Regions from separate parts of the Mus musculus genome. Here region 1 is linked to region 2. A link is a contact called in public promoter capture Hi-C data. All regions are on one chromosome and are shown on one strand. Each heading gives the region's core, a stretch centred on a gene start, on an enhancer-like site or on the middle of the called end of the contact. The rest is flanking DNA. Distances are from core to core; before and after follow the strand shown. Region 1 has its middle 22 kb from the start of Gm33841. Region 2 holds the start of Pla2r1 (phospholipase A2 receptor 1).

Region 1 (3,728 bases), core at 690-3,189, 1.0 Mb after region 2:
GCTTCCATCCTTTGGCAATGATCTATACCCTGGGATTGCTGGCCTGCTAGGACTTGATGCATGTAAATAGATTGATTATAAGCTATTTTCTTTGTAAAAGCATTGCTTTTTATAGTTGAAAAAGAATATGAAGAAAAAGCAAAGACACACTGCTGGTGGGAATGTAAATTAGTATAGTCTTTATGGAAAACACTATGGCCCTTCCTCAAAATATTTAAAATATAGAGCTATCATGTGATCCAGAGTCCTACTTCTAGATCTACATTAAAGTGATACGATTACTTTATTAGTATATGGATAAGACATCTGCACTCCCATGCTAGCTGCAACAGGATTCACAGTAACCAAGATAAATAAACTTCATTGTCGACTAAGGAATGAATGGGCAAAGAAAATGTGATGTATGTACCCCACACTCCAGCCACAATGAAGGAAATTCTGCCATTGGTGATAATCTGAGTAAATCTAGACAACATGAATGACGAAAAAATTAGGATAAGTACAGATAAATGAATACCCAGGGATCTCATTTATGAAATCTGCAAAAGTAGATTCTACAGAAATAGAGAGTTGAATGGTAGCTACCAGAGGCAGAAGTAGTTGGAGGAGGGTAAGGAAGAGCTATTGATTAAAGATTATAAAAGTGTAGTTGGGAGGAATAATATCAAGTTTGATAACTATAGTTAATGATTCTATGTTACAATATAAGGGGTGCTAAGTATTCTTTTTGTAATAATAACCATGTGAGGTGACACATTTGTTAATTACCTGGATTTAACTACTATGTGTGCATATGCTTCAAGATATCTTACTGTATATGAGAAGCGTATAGTTTTAAAACCATCTTATTTTAAAATGTGTTTAAAAATAAAAGTGTTCTCTATTGGCACTTAACGTCCATGAAATGAAAGTAGAGCAATACAACATTAAAGCTCCGCCTATGATTCAGGTGTTTCCCTGGGGTGGCTAAATGAACACCATAAATGAGAGCACCATCGTGCCATTATCGGTAGGTGCCAGCAGTTCACAGCAATGAGGGAGGGAGATCAGGAAGGCTCAGTGATGGGAGCACTGGCCAACAGAGGACGTGGCAGTATACAGCAGATATAAAAAGGGATTTCCTATAAAGGCCTGATTTGAGAACCTAACAGAGTCAGATCATGCCTCTCTCTCTTCCACTACCTCCACTTCCAAGTTGCTTTCTGTATACAGACACCTCTGGCTAAAGCATTTTTTTTACTTCAAGGCTGACCTAGTGTTCCTTTTAATTGTATGTAAATTGTTTCTGTAGCCAACTCACTACTGTGATACAGTTCCGCACTGAAGATTTGACAGGGAAAATGCCTGGAACGCATCTTTACCTTGCCCGACTTGTGGATTAACACAGTCACAGAGAGGGAGATGCTGCTTCGGAAGCGAAACGATGAGCAGGCTGCTGCTGGGCAGAATATGAGAGAAAAAGAACAGGTTGTGCCTGTTTATTGCTGCTTGGTGTTGTTCCCAAATAAATGGATGCTAATTGAGAGGGAGTGTGGCTTCATATTTTATGACACCCCGGGTATATGCTAGGAAGTCTCAGGAGAGGTGATTTAAATTAAAGCTAATGTTGAACTCCACTTAATTAGCATTGCTGTGGATGATTTCATTTTTTTTCCCTGCTAAGGGAAGAATGTGCGAGGTTACTGTTTTCCTGTTGCAAATACTAAACTATATGACGGAGGTGAAGAAGTTATTTCAGAAATGAATGACTTGCTGGCAAAAGAGAACCAGACAAGGATGGCATGTTACTAATTAAGATGAGTGATGTACGAGCCAGATGGAAGGAATACAGATTAGAACAATGGAAAGAAATCCTCAGAATGACACCATTATTTTGGAAACTATTGTAAATCAGCCAGGGGTGGAGACTACAAGCAATTTCCCTGACAAATGAACCAGTCACCCTGAACATCCTGTAGGAGGCACATGATGGAGAGTCCATACTAAAACCTTGAATGTTCATCTCTACCTAATGAGAACCTAAAAGTCTAGCAGGAGAGTGACTAGCCCTCACATTTGCCAGATCCTGCCAGTCAGTACGACAATTACTCTAACATTGGCCTCCCTTCATCTTCAGCTCTACCACTCGCCTTTATCTTTTTTTCACATTTGTGTGTACGCTGTGCAGACTTTATGCATCTGATCAAGTTTCTTCCTTGAGTGCCAGGGAAGGAGTTGCCATGTTGGCTACAACAAAGGGGCTGAGACAGTCTCTGATCTCCTTTTCTATGAGACCATCTCTCAATTTGGAATCCTAGCTTCTCTCCAGTCAGACAACAGTCCTGAATTTATCTCCCAAGTTTCTCGAACCCTATCTAAAGTACTCAACATCCCTTGGTATTTTCATATTCTGTATTACTCCTAGTCCTCAGGAAAGATAGAATGGACTAACCTTTCCTTTAAAACCACCCTTCCTTGTCAAACTGAACTTCAGAGCACACGATTGGTTTGTTGTGATATAGCCTTCTGACCATTGCATCAGGCACAAATACTCCAGAAGCATTTTTTGCAGATTAAGAGAGAAATAAGTGGACCAGAGAAGAAATACAAGTGTGTAATGATCCTACAAACTATTTGCTAAGTGGCCTGTCCTGCTCAAAGTCTCAGGAGAAAAATTCTGAAGTTGGCCAGTACTCAGTTACCTACCTCTGCCAAAGTGGACGACTGCCATCTCAGAATCAAGATGATTATTCAGCTCTCTGACGCAAGTCAAACACACTCCCATCTCCTGCTCACAAGGCGCCAACATAAAATGGATGCTGAACTGGGAGAACAGGTGTGTTTGTGCTTGGAGAAAGCAGCCAGGGATATGAAAATGACTTAGCAGCTGGTGGGAAAGAAGATTGAAGTTGTGCCAGGCAAAAGGTGCTTTTCCCCTAATTATGCAAAAGCTTTAATTTCATTGATCATATTGTTCCCTTCTTTCTCCCTCTAAATGATATGAAATCTATATAACAACTCTTTGGGGAAGTCCAAATCATTGCCAGGGATGCTTAATAAGGGAGCGAGGGGCAGAAAACACTCTTAGGTGAATGACCTTGCTATTTTATGAGCATTTGTGAACTGTGGTAAGATTAATTAGCAGGGAAAACACATTTAAAATGAGATGTAGTCATTAGAGCTCAAAAATCTGTCAATAGACCCAGGGAACCTGAAAAGCTCTTTAATATCCCCGCCGCTATTAAACTATTGACATTTATTCATTCTTCTCATTTGATAAAAATGTATCAACCAACAGTGCCTTGGCGGGCACTGAACCATACTTAACGAAACATAGGTTGAAAAATATAGTTCCTACTTTCTATAGTGGCTCACAATGTAGGCATGAAAAAAATGATCTGCCCTCACTCCTCTGAGGTGTGAAAGAGGCAGTGATTTAGATAGAACATGATTCCAAGGTCAGTCTGTCTTTTCATTTAAGGTGGAAAGATAATTTTCTAAGTTGAGTCTTAGGTGAACTTGATGATTTGTAAAAACAACAAAAACAACTTGGTAAAGGATTTTAATTAAGGGCAAGAAGCTTACTCACTCACATGGAGCAGTGACCCTCGGGTTTATGGCATCCCCTAGCATTGCTCTGTAACATACAAGTGGTCCCATATAAGTATGTTTGCAAGATATGCCTAGCTTTGGTAAATAAAGTTTAAAAAGCAGAGAATTATAAAATCGCACACACACAGACACACACG
Region 2 (3,590 bases), core at 1,047-3,546:
GATGACTCTCTTGTCTGTGCTGTCCAAACCCTAGTGCTGGTGCTTTAAGAAAGCAGGCCGAGCAAACAATGGAGAGCAATCCAGAAAACACCCTTCTTCCACAGCCTCTGCATCAGCTCCTGTCTTCAGGTTCCTCCTGTCTTTCCCTGACTTCCCTTCACGATGGATTGTAATCTGTGAGGTAAACGAAATAAGCCCTTTCTTCCCCAAGTTGCTTTTGCTCATAGTGTTTACCATAACCAGAGAAGCCCTAACACAGAGAAGTAGACACTGTCTACTTCTGTGCCACTCAAGGGCCAATTCCTGGGTGTGGGTCAAATCTTGGGTGATGCCCTGGTGTACCCCCAGCAGCAGCTGCTGCAGTATCACTAACCATTGAACCATCAGGCACGCTAGGTGATGCCCTCGGGAACCACAATCATGCCCTCTGCTCTGGACTGGGGTGCAGGAGACAAGGGACACCTCCACTCTTTTCCCCAATACCAATATTTTGTTTTCCCTTCTTTGCTAATAAAAACTCGATTTCAGGCTTGTCTACAATTCACTTGCAATTCTACTGGTGCAGGTGATGGGGTCAGGAAGAGAGACTGTGTGGTAGCTAGTGCAGAATGCCTATACTTTTAGTGCATCAACCACAGCGCCTGTGTTTGGAGAATCTCTGGGTCTGCAATGTTGAACTCCAGATTTGCAGGCTGTACCTGGGGAGTATGGCAGGGAGCTGGTTGTTTTCATATTCAAAGTGCCCTTGATTATGGAAAAGAAGGCCTCTTCAGCCACTATCTCAGGTCAGGATTTGGGTCTGCCAAATATAGAAAGGATTAGCTCCCAGTGGGTGCTGACCCTGACTGGGAGGATCTCGGATCAGGCTTCCTGTGGCTGAGTCCCAGCTAGTCTCACAAGCTGCTGCCCTTTCCTAACACTTAAGCCCAGGCAGGATCTCCACGCTAAGATACAAAGTGGCCAACTGCCTATCTATGCATATGCTTGCCCCTGTGTACTTAGAGTTTTACTTAACTGAAAAATACCTAAGAGCATTTCTGGCTGCTCCAGAATAGGAAGAGCTGGTGTGGTTTAGCCTTGGTGAGGATAAAGCCCCTAGAGTGCTCTGAAGTACAACTGAGGGAAAAAAAAAAAAAAAAAAACAACTTAAAAATGTGTGCATATGTTGAAGGAAAAATAAAAGAACAAAGAACTGGATTACATCTTGTTTTATGCCTCTTCGCCAAAGGTTTTCCTAGGACAGAACGCACAGGAGCTGCCAGGAGGCTCCTTCTGGTTTAAGGCCACCTGCTTGCCTTTGATCACGGCACAGTCACGCGTTCAGGGACACACCTTTTATGTCTCAGAGACTCGGGCCTGAGTTGCTCCTTGCGGACACTGATTCTTTTCCTTGGGCTTCCTTCTATGCTCACGTTGGGGCCTTACTGTATGTGGGCTGATGCTCAAACCGATGCTGCATTTATCAGTTTGTACGCGTGTCGGGGGCTGTGTAACTTATTTGTCAGTGGTTCATGAATATTATAGAGCCATTGTTCAGCCTAGAGAAACGGAGGACCAGAAGGTACAAATCCCATCGCTGTCCACCCCACTGAGCCCCGCCTCCCCAAGGGGCGTAGCAGACAGGCCTGTTTGGGGGTTATCTGTAGAATGTAGATCCAACTTCTCCCTTTGGAAGGTAATGAAAGAAGACATCTTTTTGTCAGCATTATCTGAAAGGTGACCCTCTTAATCAACCCGTGTAAAGTTTGCATTTTGAAACTATTTCTACTCTCCTAGGTCCCGCAAGCCTGGAAGGCAAGACCCTGCCCCTTACCTCGCCCTAATTTGGAGGACAAGAGGATGTGCGGAAGAGACTGTCCCATCTGCCCCGGGACAGTACACAAGCAACCACAATACAAACTAGGCCTTGCTCTTACTTGTCTTGCTCAACTCCTACCCGTTTTCCGCCCCGAGTCCCGGGTGCCAATCAGCCCCCAGTTCGGCGCTGCGGACACTCACCACGCCACTCGAGGGACGGTTCCTGGATGTGAGTCAAATCTTGGGCGATGCCCTGGTGAATCCCCAGCAGCAGCAGCTGTTGCAGCCAGAGCAGCTGCAGCATCGCTAACCATTGCACCATCAGGCACGCTAGGTGACACCCACGGGAATCAGAACCGTGTCCCCTGCTCTGGACTAGGCTGCAGGAGGCAAGAGAAGCTACCACTCTTCTTGAGGACCACGCCATCCCAGAGCCCTGGAGATGAACTCGCCTCCCTTGTCGCCACAGCGTGTACACTTGGGACTCTGGGCGTGGAGACGCAAATAGCGGAGTTTTCGCCGCCCCGCCCACACTGCTTTGGGGAGGGAGCAGGAAAAAGGGCCGGGCCCTGTGCAGCTTAAACACTCTGGCCTTTTGGGGTTAGGAGAAAGTAGGGCTAAAGCAGCACCGTGGCTCCCCTTCCCTGCTCCATGAGTGCTCAAACTTCTCTCTCGGATTTGCTGCAATTCCTGGTCACCCGTCCCCAGTGTGGGTGAGCGAGCTAATCCTCTCCAGGAGAAGAAACCTGCCCACTGGATTTGCAAGGGTTTGGCTGCCGGCAGAGGAGTCAAAAGAGCTGCCGGGTGAACTCAGGCCCGGGATGCCTCTGGAATGCAGAGCACAGGAGACACCTAGGGGCCCAACCTGGTCTTCAACATTGCTCCAGAGTAACCAGAAGTCACCTTCAGTATCCAGCTTTATCCTATTTTAAAATAACCCCAGGCTTCCGTTTTCTTAGATCATCTTCATCTAATCAAATATCCCACACTGTAGAGTTGAAGAACCCAGTCAGAAAGGTGTGTGACTGGATCTCGGTTACTCCTTAACTCAACAAAACTTACTCCCTAAATTAGTAGACAACAACAAATAAATACAAAACATCAGGCTGCCCAAACCGTGACCAGTCGCAGTCTTTCTAACTGCCCACCTTCCCCGCCAAATAACTAACATTTATTATACAGGAAGCATTCAATACATAAGAGAGCAAGCAGTCTGATACAAGGCCCTTGCCTAAGTAAGACCTTGGCATAGCGGGTAAAACAGAAGTGGGAAGACAGTAAAAGGGAACCTGGGGGAAAGGAGGACAGATGATGGGATCTTGGAGGACCTGTCTTACTTTGCCAATAACAAAACCGACAATTACAGTGCCAGACTCAGGAAATATGCCTCTGCCTACAAGGTATGCATAGCCAGGAGTGATGGTCGGAGGGAGATAGGGCCTTAGTCTTGCTGGAACCTAGACAGCTTGCTGGTGGAGGTTAAGTAAGCCTTGAGTTCTGTGAGCTAGCAAGATGTGTATACTTCAGTCACAGTGAGAGTCTTGAGAAGTCTTGGGATTGGAGGTATCAGGGGCATGGCTTAAGGAAAGATGTCTGGTTGTCCTCTGAGAAGGAAATTGAAGGACTAAGGCTGAAGAGGAAGACGAGAGAAGACTCAATGTGTACTTCTCGAGTCTATAGAATAGCAGTATACACAGAAGTCTTTCCTGACAATAGGCAGAAAACGCATGTTGTGAGCACCGCATACCACACAGTCTGCAGTCACCAACCCCGACTTTCTCTCTGTTGGCCTC

The links. Promoter capture Hi-C pulls out the DNA fragments that hold promoters and counts their contacts.
Region 1: a promoter capture Hi-C map of embryonic stem cells shows a contact between it and region 2, with 3 times the contacts expected there. The contact joins the enhancer-like site here to the promoter of Pla2r1 in region 2. A contact is called at or near these places in 8 of 39 promoter capture datasets (the C10 cell line, cranial neural crest, embryonic stem cells and 3 more) and 1 of 9 other capture datasets (embryonic stem cells).

Annotation. Positions count from the first base shown.
Region 1 is chr2:61,554,107-61,557,834 of GRCm38.p6, forward strand. No RefSeq gene overlaps it. Among named protein-coding and RNA genes, the nearest start is that of Gm33841, 22 kb to the left of the region's middle. Within about 2 kb of position 1,940, at least 10 of the 459 cell types and tissues checked have an H3K27ac peak or open chromatin away from gene starts, as enhancers often do.
Region 2 is chr2:60,551,012-60,554,601 of GRCm38.p6, forward strand. Pla2r1 (phospholipase A2 receptor 1) reads right to left here and starts at 2,297. Exons shown (of 30, transcript NM_008867.2): 1 at 1,999-2,297. The coding sequence starts at 2,119. Gm13583 (a long non-coding RNA gene) reads left to right here. Exons shown (of 3, transcript XR_374557.4): 2 at 35-181; 3 at 1,777-2,005.